Regions from separate parts of the Rattus norvegicus genome. Here region 2 is linked to region 1. A link is a contact called in public Hi-C data. All regions are on one chromosome and are shown on one strand. The core of a region is the stretch at or near the end of the contact, and the rest is flanking DNA. Distances in the headings are between cores, read along the strand shown. Region 1 overlaps Tlk1 (tousled-like kinase 1). Region 2 holds the start of Tlk1 (tousled-like kinase 1).

The links. Hi-C and Micro-C count contacts between places; a contact is called where the count stands out from the background.
Region 2: a contact with region 1 is called in a Hi-C map of liver, with 4 times the contacts expected there. The contact joins the promoter of Tlk1 here to the enhancer-like site in region 1. A contact is called at or near these places in 11 of 12 Hi-C or Micro-C datasets (the A7r5 cell line, Schwann cells, frontal cortex and 6 more) and 1 of 1 datasets of contacts at active chromatin or transcription factors (oligodendrocytes).

Annotation. Positions count from the first base shown.
Region 1 is chr3:75,923,008-75,929,761 of GRCr8, forward strand. It overlaps Tlk1 (tousled-like kinase 1), which reads right to left. Exons shown (of 20, transcript NM_001395018.1): 20 at 5,296-6,754. Among named protein-coding and RNA genes, the nearest start is that of Gorasp2, 44 kb to the left of the region's middle. Within about 2 kb of position 3,089, at least 12 of the 93 cell types and tissues checked have an H3K27ac peak or open chromatin away from gene starts, as enhancers often do. A contact at or near this core is called in kidney and liver, where this site is marked.
Region 2 is chr3:76,030,729-76,037,482 of GRCr8, forward strand. It overlaps Tlk1 (tousled-like kinase 1), which reads right to left and starts at 4,331. Exons shown (of 20, transcript NM_001395018.1): 1 at 4,006-4,331. The coding sequence starts at 4,144.

The DNA of each region.
Region 1 (6,754 bases), core at 1,839-4,338:
AAAGACAAAGTGCACCTGAATCTGCGATCACTAAAGGCTAAGTGGTGCGTTACCTTGGAGACAGGCGGTGGCTGGACATCAGAAGAGCAATGTCATGGTCACAGCGGGAAGGGGTCTGAGCTCCTGACGGCCCACTATGTGTTTACAAACATAAATGGCAAAGGGAAGGAAATGCAGTTGGGCTGTCATGTCGAGCTATCCCCCTGCACCCTCCTAGTATTACTGTTAATGATGATACCAGGGTCCCTTGGGTCAGATGTTTACAGCTGAGCTCTTAAGACACCTGCTGCATTTGGGGAGCCGTGATCCCATCCTATATGCATGAGAACATGCATACATTTAAGGCTGCCTTTCTAGAAAGTACAGATTACACACAGAAACAGGTCATTTGTCAAGTTCCTGACATTAACAGTACTATGAAGTTGTTTGAGGCCTCATGACTCAACTGTAGCCAAGAACGATACTCACGGTTTGAGGGCATGAGAACCAGGCGCTCTCCCTTGCTTCTCCCTCTGCAGTGGCTGTAAGTGCACAAATGATCAAATATGCTCATGTGTGATAAACACAAGTACCCTTCCACCAGTCAAGACCCCAGGCCAAGGACAGGTGGCTTGGAGAGTTGCCAAGGAGACCTACCAAGCTTGAGTAGACTCTTGCATGAAATGAGTACCAAGCTTCTCTTTCTGGCATGGTGGGGGACTCGTAACTCTAGCTTACCCTATCCAATTCTGCCATTTTGATTCAATGGAAAGAATAACCACATCATAAAAACTTAAAGCTTGGTGGTGGCAGGGTGGGGTGGGGAGGGGAATGGACGCCAACACTTGGTGCTACAAGCTGATGGCTCCAGTTGCTACTGTTTTTATTGAAGTGTACCCTGCATGTTAGCCAAGAAGGAGTAAATGCACACAAAGAACAGTGTTTCTTACAGAGACCAAACCCTGCTTGGCTTTAACTCTTAGTCCTGTGGTAACAGCATGTGGTGACGGCAAAGGAGCAGAACAGTGTTCCCATCGTGATCTCACCCAAACTCTCCAAACCAGAAGGGAAAATTGTAGCGCCAACATGGCTGGCCTGAGAAACAGGCAAGAAAGCCCTTCGAGGTCTCATGTTACTGTTCAAAGTAAGCTACCCCATTGCCACTCATGCCTTCTGTGCCAGACCACTAAACAAATGCAGGCACGCTTATCCCCTCTAACCAACGTAGAACCAAGAACTTTATATTTTCCAGATTTCATCTCCAAGTATGGCTTCTAGAAATGTGGGAATTAAATGTAGACAATGAACTCCATGGAACAAGAAGCTGACAAGCCATTTTGTGGTCATTTAACATTAGCGCCACTAGAAAGTCAATTATTTTCTTCTTACAAATCAGCCTACTTAATACTAAAGGTCAAGACCTTCTTTTAGAATTAAAAAGCCAACAAAATAAAAAATAAACTATACTTTAGCATAGTTCTTTCTCCCAAAAGACAAAGCAAAAAAAAAAAAAAAAAAAAAAAAAAAAAAAAAAAAAAAAAAAGACATTGCTGGCCAGAGGCAAAGATGAGTACATTTGAAGGTAAATATGCTATTGACTCAATGTACACACAAGATAATCCTGCCCATGCTGTTCCCATTCCTTAATATGGCCACTACTACTAGGGAATTCTGAATCTTGATGTGTATGATCTGATAATGGGGAGTGAGGGGAGCTCTCTTCAAAGAGGTTTCTTTTAAAGACTTGAAACTATGTTTCAGAATTGAAACTATGTGTCTGCCCGATAGCCTATGCTTCTGAAAAAGCTTTACAAATGGAAGGAAAAAGCCCATTCCTACTGGAGAGTTAAAATTGTCACGAGAAAAAAAAAGTTAACAAGCCCTGGGATAGCTTAGTCCAGAAGCCACCAGTGTTAGGGTCCACAGTGGCTTCAGATTCACAGAGTACAAGGTGGGCAGCAGCATTAGCCTGGGAAAGAGGATCCAACCTACCCAGTTGCACCCCCAGGAATGTGCTCTAGGCCTCCCAAAACTGAGTGTGCTAGGGCAGGTGAGGGACTCCTGAGAGGCACAGGCAGGCCTCCCATTGCCCAGATAGGGGTTCAAAAGCATACCAAACCCAGGGGCTGGCTGCTGCCCAGTCGTCCATCTCCTTAGGGCCTCCGAATGCTTCCAAGGGTGTGGGGATGGCATGCCTAACCCTCTCTTAGGCACTCAGGTGTGGGTTGCTGTGCTAACTCACTTCCTGTGCTAGGTCCTGCCAGGCAGGGGAGTCAATAAACAGTTTGCAGACGTAGAAGCCTCCCATAGGAGTTAGTGACTAGACAAAGCCGGAACTGACTTCCAAACCAGACCCCACATCTCCACATTACCCTTCTGCATATTTAAAAAGAAACTAGTAATTTGGTCATTAGTAGACAAAATAATTGAAAACTGAAACACCTAAACACACTGCCAAATATTATATTCCTTTTTTTTTTTTTTGGCAACTTCGGTGTCTACGTTTGATGACTACCCTGTCTTACAGAAGACTTCCTGCTAAGTGGATGAATGAACACATATACAGCAGGCAATTAACTCAGATTGGACGGTGGGGTCATGGTGTTTGGCCCAGGGCTTTCCCAACAGCCTAAGAGCCTTGAAGCTTACATGAAAATTTGGAATGGAGTCACTTCGTGGTCAGGATTCTTTGTGGAAGGCCGTGCTGAACAACCCACAGTGACATGCACGAAGGGACAGGAGCATATACTTTTCAATTCCAAGACTTGGGAGGGATGCATTGAAACTTTTCCATACTTCCAGAACTTTCTTTTGAGTGAGCTACTGAGTCAGTTCAAAAGCTTTCAACAGGAAGAGAACAGCAGTGGGCAGGGAGAAGCTTGGAGCTGCTTTCTGCTTTTCCATGAGAGGCGTCAACACCCTAGAGGCCTTTCAGGGAGGGCATGCATGTCCAATTTGTGGGTAGTCTCATCTGACTGCAGAAGGCAAGGGAACACAGCAGGGAGCACTGGTTTGCACCTCACTTTCATGTTACCTGAAGTGAGCTTAGACACGAAGGTGCTCTCCAGTGACTCACTGCCTCTGTGTGCACTGACATCGTTCCAACATGAGGGTGCTCTCCGGTGACTCACTGCCTCTAACTGTGTGTGCTGACATCGTTCCAATACTTTTCTTTGGGTTTGCTCTTTTATGATGATAAAAAAAAAAGTCACATATGCTCTTTGATTTTTGTCACTACTGAAAAGTGACATTTCAGGCTTCCAAAGATAGATAGGTTGGGCTTTGTCTGTCTGTCTACCTACCTACCTTTTATAGGCCCTGCCAGGCTGGCCCTGGGCTTCAACTAATGCTCCCACCTCGACACATCCCGATACTGAGGTTGCAGGTACTTTTCACTATGCTTAGCTTCCCTCCTCCCCTTCGGATGCATCAGTGACCATGAGGCTCTGTCACATCGGCTTCCTCTGTGGAAGAACAGACCCTCCCTCCTCCATCTTACTCCAAATGGCTGTTACAGAGAGATGACAGAAAAGCACAGAAGAGCTTCTGAGCAAACAGCATACTGGCCAAAGCAGCTTCTGGCTGGTTCTACACAGTTCCTGGGCCTTTCCCCTGCAAACTCGGTTCCTAGTCACTCCATTTGCTTGCCTTCCCTTTTCTGGGAATCCAATCATCTCTTCCTTGAAACTTGATTCAAACATTGAGAAATTACTTTTTTCTTGCAGGAATTTAAATTATCACAATAGACTTCTCTTTGTGCATAAGGCAAAAGCGATGATCTTGGAGTTTTTAAAAAAAGCAGTGGATGCTGGCATTTACTAAGTGCTGGGCATAGTTCAGAGTACAGTGACCTTTACTCCACACAGCGATGTTAGAAACTTGGATCCTCATTTTGAGAGCTGTCAGCGTCCTGTTTCCACACTGTGATGCTGTTTCTGTGCCCTCAGTGTGCTGCCTGGGCAGGTGATCCACACCCGCCCAAGCTGAAGGCTGGGGCTCCGCCTGAGGGATCCGAGCTGAGGCCTCAGGTACAAGCCACACACCCTGCTATTCACTTGAAACTTTCTACCATTTTGGTTCGGTTTTATGGAAACAAATTCTGAATTCAGGTTACACACTCAAATCTTACCTATTGAAGAAAAAATTTTCAGGGTGTCTTAGCATGGGAAAGCTCTGCTTAACAAGGCCCAAGTCTACTGCAACGGGATAGCCTCTGGGCAGGGCACAACTGTGAGACTCCTTTCTGTAGCAGGGCCTCTCTTTCTGTGGTCTTGTCTGGGGTATTCTAACCCCCCCCCCCCGCCGCCTCTACCTGAGGAATGTCATATAGCCTTAATTAGTTTATAGGATCAAACTCCTTTCTCCAGAGAAAACATTCATTCAGCCGGCATCTGAGATTACAGAAATGATTCCCCATGCTAACGAGGCATTCCAGGTTCCTTAAAGCCCCCAGCCAATGATCTTTGCTCATCTTAGATGTCCCTACCTTCAGTCCCTGAAAACTTTATAAGCCTCCAGTCACCCTAAGTAAAGATAATCTGCCTACTGACAAGCAGTAGTCGTGTGGTCATCCACTGTACATACTCCCAGGGCTTCCAAACTCCAACCCTTTCAACATCTCTGCTATCTTTGCCCCTGTGGACCAAGTCGGCCTATGATCCGTGAGGGCAGGGAGACCCACATCTTAGGAGACACTGTGAACAAGGTGACTCTTACAAAGAAAAACCCTCAGCTGGGGCTGGCTTACAGTTTCAGTCCAGTATTATTATCATGGTGGCATGCAGGCAGACATGGTGTTGGAGAAATAGCTGAGAGTTCTTCGTCGTGATCCGAAAGCATCCAAATAGACTGGTCCAGACTGGGTGGAGCTTAAGCACACATATGACCTCAAAGCCCACCTCCATAGTGACACGTTTCCTTCAACAAGGTCATACCTACCTCTTAATAGTGCCACTTCCTATGTGCCAACCACTCAAACACATTAATCAATGGGGACCAAACTTATTCAAACCACTAGAGGGAGTGGAGTAGACCACACATACAATCCCAGCATTCTGGAGGCTGAGGCAGGAGGATTGCTATCAACTTTGAGGCCAGCTTGGACAACATAACCAGGCTCTAGATAAATTAATTAATGGGGAAAAGGAAGTAAGATAACTGGAGATGTATTTTGGCTGGGAAAGCCAATTCAGATACAAATGGACAGGCTATACACACTCAAAACCACTATAGAATGAGTCAACATCCAAAAATTCAACTTAGGAACTAGCGGCCAAAGCAGTTTTAGAATTAGTCTAAATATTCAAAACACTGAAATTTCATGTACTCAGAGGAAAAACTTCTTTAAAAACATGGAAATTTACAGTCAAACTAGAGAAGGACCTGGTGAGTTTGTTCACATTTAAACTCAAGTAGGGAAAGTGGGTGGCCACAAGGAAAGCCAACCGCATGTCTCCCGCCCCCCGCCCCATCACCACGGCAGCTTCTGCATCCTTTCAACATCCAAGTGTTTACCGAAGTGCCTGTACTTACTGGTTTTGGGGGAGCAGTGTGCTGGGGACTGAACTTCCACGAGCTCAGTGCAGCACTCTCCCCTCCCAATGGACTACAACCCATCGGTACAGCTGCTTTCAAGGATGAGAACTGTGCACTTTACCTGCAGTCAGTGCAGACTCCACAAGACAAGAAAACAACTAATACTCAAAACAGATGGGTGGAAACATGGAAATTATTCAGCAACAAGCACCAGTTCTACACGAAGCTGATACTGGTTCACTGAGCCCAAGCACTAGTAGGCTATTTAAATCTACATTTGGAAAAACTGTGGAAAACATGGGTAAGTTGTTTCTGATACTCTTATTTATATTTTTTTCCAAACACTGCTTTTAAGCCTGAAACACTTCATGCTTGTCTTAAGGACATCTTCATCTGCCTTTATGAAGCTCAGTTAGTAACCTAAACCTTCGGGCTCTTTGAACGTAATCTTCCACATCTTTACATTTTGCTGTCGTTGTTTATTACTGTTTGGCTACATTCTCTATAATTCCAGCAGCTTCTTAAACAGACAGTGTGTCTATGTACAATGAAAACAAACAAACAAAATGGCTTGCAACACCAGCTAAGAGCCACAGTTTAACTGTACATGGTATGGGGCATCTGGCAGGGATAGTCTGTTTTCTGCACCATGGACAACTTACATGTAAGTCTCAGCATTATGAGTGTGACAATAAAAAAAAATCCTTACAAGAATGAAATATAGCATCCCCCAAAAATATTGGTTTCTACCACACAAGGCAGTTAGAAAATGTTCACATTTTAACAAATCTGTACAAACCACAAGAAACATTCTATGGGACTATCATCCCATCTCGATGCTAAGAACTTTCTAGAAATGTAGAATAACCATGAACAATTTATAAATCTAGTTTCTATTGTTCCACAGCTCTAGAACCTAAAAACTGATTTGAAGAACTCAATATGCCCGATGTAGATCATTTACATGCCTTGATTGTTAATGAATGCCTGCTTTTAATATCTCTCTATGATGTACAGTCAACTTGTGCCTTCAAGGTCATTCAAATTTTTATAGCAAAAAAGCAGTATCATTTAGCAGCAATTAAAGCGCCTTCAAGAAGACTTAAAAAAAATACAATATCCAATTAGAAAAGCAGTATTTTTAAACATTTGTACAAGAATAAGCTGCTGAAACTCAGTAATTGTAATCGACATCTGTACAGTAGTTTACAATAGAGCCAGAAGGGGATTCATCATTATC
Region 2 (6,754 bases), core at 3,081-5,580, 110 kb after region 1:
TGTGTCTTCCATTCTTCAGCTTTCACTAGGCTGAATATATGGCCCAGTGACTTTCTAGGGAGTAGTTTTAGAGTATAAAGTAGTCCACATTGCCAGTAACCTTTTAAAAAATTCTGCCACTTGTAGTTTTTGGTGTCTTATCAGGGAACAGTCATTCTGAAAAGGCTAAGTACTTCATACATCTCAATCACAACGTATCACAACAGATACAAAGCAGGAGCAAATTCCAGCTGTTCTTCCAGTAAGCCAAAAAGAAATCATATGTAAAACTATAAAATACCACTAACTATGCTATTTTTTTTCAATTTTTCAATTTTAGAATGTAATTTTTTTTACAAAATTTCACTTAACATGTAACTAGCTTATTATATTTAAAATTAATTAAAACTTTTGAAATTCTCAGTTTTAATACGGCAAGCATTAATAAATAACTCACATAAAAATGATCTTTTGGAGATCCTTAGTAATGTTAAATAAAGGAATGCTAAGACCAAAAAGTTTATAAAAGCATAGCATCTCTCAGATTTCCAGACCTCTAGGCTAGGTTTTCTTTTCTCTTGCTCTAATGTATACTGATTCTTAAGTTAGACCCTAAAAGATACACACCCTGTCCTCCTCTAGCTAGTGATTTCAAGGAATTGCAAGCCCACATCTTATTAACATCTCCCTAGAAGAATAACACTTATTTTTCTAAGGACCACAGTCTTCAAACACAGAAATTTGTCTGAAACCAGCAACTTAGCTGCTCTGTGATACTGTCCATCACTAATACTTTCATTATTCACAAAAAAGTAGTTATAACTAGCAAGACTGAGGAGAAAAGAATATTTTGAACAATCATTTGATTTTTAGCAATAATGAATTCAAAAAGTAACCATATGTTAACATGCAAAAAACAAAGTATAAAACTGAAGTCTGTTTATTTAGCCATCTAGGTTACTAGATTTTAACAGATCTTTCCTTGAAATTGCCCCTCCACCCACTTTTCTTTTGTTGTAGTCCTTTGAGACAGGATCTCTCTGTGTAGCCCTGGCTGTCCTGGAACTCACTATGTAGACTAACAGCTCAGCCTCACCGCCAGAGTGCTGGGATTAAGGCTGGGATTAAGGCCCAACTGAAATCTTAAACTGCCTAACTCTCCACCTCTTAATAACAGTATTATAGGCGACAAAATGGGTTGGAGATTACAGGTTCAAAAGATCCAGCAGAAACCCTGCTGAGCACGTATGAGCAATCCTCCAAATTAATAAACAAAACAAGAAAAAATCTGGACTCAGAGCAAAGAAAACAATCTATCTACATGCCTCTTAAAAATACTGAAGGTTATCTCACACCTTTAATCTTCAAGATAACTTTTACAGACATGTATGGCGTATCTTTAACCTCTTTCAATGTTTAATTCACTTAAAAGAAGTTCACGGAGGGCTCAAGACGTGGCTGTGCACATCCTTGCTGCTCTTACAGAGCACTCACACCGCAACTTACAACCCTCTCTAAGACCTGTTCCAGGGGATCCAAAACCCTCTTCTGAGCTCCTGGGCACGAGGCATGCATATGGGCTATATGCATAAATGCAGACAAAACACTCATATACATGAAATTTAAATTTTAAAGATAACTAACTGACAAAAGAGTTCATAAACATACATGTACCTAAACATCTTTGGAACTAAACATTTTTCTGTGATTGCAAGTTAATTTGGTTCAGGTTTTCAAGAAACAAAGCTTAGACTCTTCTTGACACAGTCACTCAATGCTGCCAATCAATTTCCATCAGCATTTCTTAGTCCTCACTAGTCCTCCCTTGAAGTCAGAAAGTTCCTAAACTTAAGTTTATGCAGCATATTAACACATATAGCTGCAAAAGATACTAAACTCCTGTAACAAAAGCTGGGACTCCACTCAATGATAAACATCTTCATCTTGATCCTTGGGGACTTCCAATAGATAATTCCTGTAGACAATGGTAAAATTTAAGAACATGGTGCCAAGCCTCAAAATGAATGGGGGTTGGGAGTTGGTTAAGAGTTTTAATTTGCATGGTTAGTAAAAAAGAAATGACCTTGTAATTATGAGGGCTGGGGTGTAGCCTTGTAGTACAGCACGCTGGCCCACTTTAAGGTTCTACAGGAAAGCAGAAAAGGAAGGAAAATTTGGTGTCAAGTGTAACTTTCACAAGAGCATATCCCATGGTTTCAAGTACTAACTAGGACTCACTATTTTAGGCTAACAACAAAAAACAAAACCCAATTTAAAAAAAAAAAAAAAACTGCTGAGGGAGGGGAGCAGGATTTCTGGTTATTTGGAAGTTTGAATTAAATTATTCAAACCACTCAGAATTTTTCCTCATCAGGGAGGGTGCAGAACAGCACACCTAGGATGGTAAAATTAGCTACGGGCTGACCTTCCTTAGAAACTCCATCTGAATTTGGTGGCTGCCAAATTCTCAGGACTGATAACAGAAGTCAACTGTTAAACCAACAACATGCACTCAGCAGATTATCACATACGGGTCCTGGCTCATAGTAATGGCTCAATAAACACTTGAGAAATCAATGAGGAATTATTTTTTTCAAAGGTATAGGACTCTAGAAACCAAGATAGTGTTTCGAAACTCACACTATCATTAGGCATCTTAATGAAACTACAAAGTGGAAACAGCTACAAGCACCAACTGCCCTATTTACAAAACGCACTTTAAACAATTTCCTTACAAATTTTCAAGTTTATACATGTACACAAACATAAATTTTCAAGCACAGAAGGAAAACTCGGATTAATTTAAGTCACTCAATAAATAAGCTCTTATCTTCCATTAATGAAAAATCAGTGTCAGGGTGAGATGAAAGGGGAAAATGTCTGTCAATGTATTCGGCATGTTTAATGGATGCCATAAATCAAATCTTCCCATGAATTTTCTAGAGCATATTCACGTCAATCTTTGAGCCTATTGTCACTTTCACACATGCTCACGGGAACAAAATGACAAAGAATGCTATGTCTCAACCACTGGATCCGGGCAAGAAATATTTGATTAGCAATTATCAAGGTTATGGATAATAAGTATAGACATATTTTCAAATTACAATAATCCTAATGACTCATAAATATAAGGTCTAAATTTCTTTACGAGATTTACTAGACTGCTGGACTTCCAAACGTTTTCTTCTCCTCTTTTTAAAGGTGCTGATAATCTCCTTGTGCGAGACAACCGGGAGCGAACAACCCATTTACCGATTGCTAACGAATTAAGCTACGCATTTTCCAGACAAAAGCGAGTTAGAAAAGATCCGATGCAAATTTATTCTTTCCTGGTAAACGAGTATTCTCCCACATTCCATTTTATGGAGTATACTTAAAGTTAAATGCAGCAAGTTCATTTTTTAGTCAAAAGCACTAGGTGCCTTACTGGCTGTGTGACTGCTACATCTGGTGGCAGAACACTTGCATGCAAGGAGCCAGAAAACTTAGAAAACAATTGTAACCGATCTCGGTGCGTGTTTTGCAGGAACCTTCAAGCAAGAATTTCCATAAAACCCCACCACCCCTGGCAGAGAGGAACACGAGCCTACTTGCACCCACGAGCATAACGTACAAACACGCAGGAGTCGATGGCGAAGGAAGGAAAGTTGCAACCATCTGGAGGGGTGGCACGAGCTGCCTTGCCCACGAGTCGGTCTGCCGTTGGGATCGCTCTAGGGGCCGCGCTGGGGATCCGAATCGGACCCGAGGCAGCCCGGAGCACGCTGGCGGCGGGCGAGGGGCATCCTACCGGTCCCGGCGGTCGGGCTTGCGGCGCGGGGACCGCCTCTATGGGAGGAGTGCGGACTAGGGGAGGGGGCTCGCGCGCCAAGGCTGCACCGCGAGGGCAATCCCATCCGAGCCCCAAGGCCGGGAGGCTCAGGGAGCAAGGGCAGGCCTCCCGCCCGCGAACCGCCATCCCCCACCCCAGCCCGGGGTCCGCGCGGGCCGAGGGAGCCCGCGGGAGGGCGCGGTGGCGCTTACCTTCCCTGGGCCTCCCGGATGGCGGCGTGTGATTCAGCAGGGACCTGGCCGCTGCCGCCGAGCCTGGGGTTGGAGACGTGGAGAGCCGGGACCAAGATGGCGGCCCCTCCAAACTTCCACTGCTACTTTGGACACTCATCAAGCTACTTTCTGGGAGCCCGACTCCCCCCCTGCGACGGCGGCGGCACCGGCACCCGCCTCCGTCATGGCGGGGGCCGCGCTGAGGGCGAGCGCGGGCGCGAGGGCTGGGAGGGGAGCGCCGCGCCGCCGAGGGAGCGCGCCGGGCGGAGGGCAGGCGGGGAGGGCAGCGCTGAGGGGAGGCAAGTGGCCGGGGCCGCGGGGCCGGGGCCGGAGCGCGGGCGGAGCGCGGACCGCGCCGACCGAGGCCACTTCCGCGGGCGGAACCTGCCGGCACCTCTGCAGTGCGTCGGGCCCCGGCGTCGCCCGGGCGGCGGCGGGCGGTGGGTAGCGGCTGAGGCGGCGGGGTAACCTCTGCATCAGTTACGGGCGGCGGCGGCGGCGGCGTCACGCGCCGCCAATGCAAACACTATCGCGAGGCTCCTGCGCCTCCGGTAGCGGCGGCGGCGGCGGCGGCGGCCGCGGGGCCGGCAGGGGGGAGGGGGAGGGCCCTGCCCGGGCGGGGCGAGGGCGGGGAGGGCGCGAGCGCGCAGGGAGGCGCGGGGAGACGAGTCGCGTGCGCGGGGCCGGCCGGAGGGAGGCGCGCCCCCGCTGCCACCTGCCTCCCCCTCGCCGCGGCGCGCCTGCTCCGAAGCGCGCCCCACACCCAGCCTGCCCGAGACGCCTCTGCTCTCGCCCGGCTCCGGAGTCTCAAAATGGAACTGAAAAGTTGAGAGTTGCCTCTTGCCCCTCAGAAGGAAAAAGGAAAAAAAAAAAAAAAAAAAAACCAAAAAAACAAAAAAACAAAAAAACCAACAACAGTGTGCACTTACAGGTCTGCAGAACAGGAGTCGTCACGGAATTTAGAAAAGAAAAAAAAAAAAAAACCCTAAGAAAATAAAACTTTCCTTAAAAACAATCTATCAAAGGAATTGAGAAATCCTACCGGTGGGGTAGCCCATGTGTATAGTAGAGCTGTTCTTTGTTTTCACAGAAGTGGAAAATCTAAATAGAAAATATTGACTACTGAATTCACATTTCAAAAAAAACTATAGTGTTCATCTTGAAGGTATGGTTTCTAGAAATTTCCAGTTTCTGGTGCCGCTGTTGAGTATTGACGTCGAATTTCCCAAACAAATTACAGTATTTGTTAAAATTTATAGATAGAGCGTAGCTTTCTGCACGCCCACGTACACACACCAGCGATTGGCCATCTTGTTCATAAAAGAACAGTCTAGTAGTCCAGGAAAAATACGGCAAGGTTATTGCTCTCTTTAAACAACCAAATTGAATAGAACACTGAAAAGATTATGCTATAGAGCAACTGTGCCGGCATAAGGAAATGACATGATTACCAGGGGAACAAAAATGTCATTTCTATTTTTTATTTTTATGACTTTGCATTTCTCATAGTAATGTTTTCTTCAGATAAACTATCATTAGAGCCTTGGTTGTCAGCTATGCCAGAAGTCACTGGAGTGTCCCTGTGCTTCAGATTCTTCTGTTCTCAGTCACATTCTGCTTTTGAAACCTAAGAACTGTCACACATTGAACAACGAACGTTATTGACAATGAATGGGCTCACTGTAAAGTGCGTGGCTTTGGGTCCCACGCTAGGGTGTACACAGCTCTGAAGCCCCCTGTACAATCAGTAGCAAACATCTATTGCCCACCCAGCTCCCGTCCACCTACCCCTTTGAGGTTCCTCCATGCTCTACCTCCATCCCCCTCAGAACCACACTTCTGCTTTCCATGCTACAGAGTAATTTGGATTTTCCTGAATTTTAGATGAAGCGTCCAGTGTTTATTCTGGATATAAAATGGTTTCCCTGGACATAATTATTTTAATAGCCATATGGTTGCATTCTCTTGTATGAATATATCACACCTTGTCCCTTAAACTATTGATAGACATTTGCATTCCCCCCCTTTTGCTATATTAGTTCCATGAACACTCATGTGCAAGCCTTTAGATGATGGATATACATCGTCCATCTCATGGTTGTGTACCTATGTATGACTTCATATGATATATACGGATACTGTTTGCTTGCTCTTCTGTATGCTGGAGATCAAGCCTAGTGCTTCATAGGAGCTAGGCAAGCCCTCTACCCCCCCCCCTCTTTCTTTTAAGAGTAAGCTCAGTTTGCAAGTCATATCATAAAGAGCACAGGGCAGGAAGGAAGTTACGAGAACTGACATTAATGTCAACAACTATTTAAAAAAATCCTTATTTCAACTTTCCCATCTATAGCAAAGAGGTTAGACTCCTCTCATTTCCAGGACTTTAGTTCAGAGTTCAATTCCTCATAAACTGTAAATAAATCCCAAGGCAGACAGGCAAGGTGGCCCAAGCCTTTAATCCCATCACTTGGTTGGCTGAGGCAAGAGGATTGCTTCGAGTGCTAGACTGGACTACAGACACCTTCCTGACAGCATTTTTTGCAGTCTGAGTTTCCTGTTGTTTTGCCCTTTTTAATGATGACTAGAGGCGCATGGCACATGCATAAGCGAGTTGCTTCAGTTACATTTTGCTTGTGGCTGCTGTGGAGAAGGACAATTACATATTCTGATCTTGCCTTCTTGTAGCTTAGGATGAAGAGAAAACTTAACCACCCTCTAAAGAAGCCTC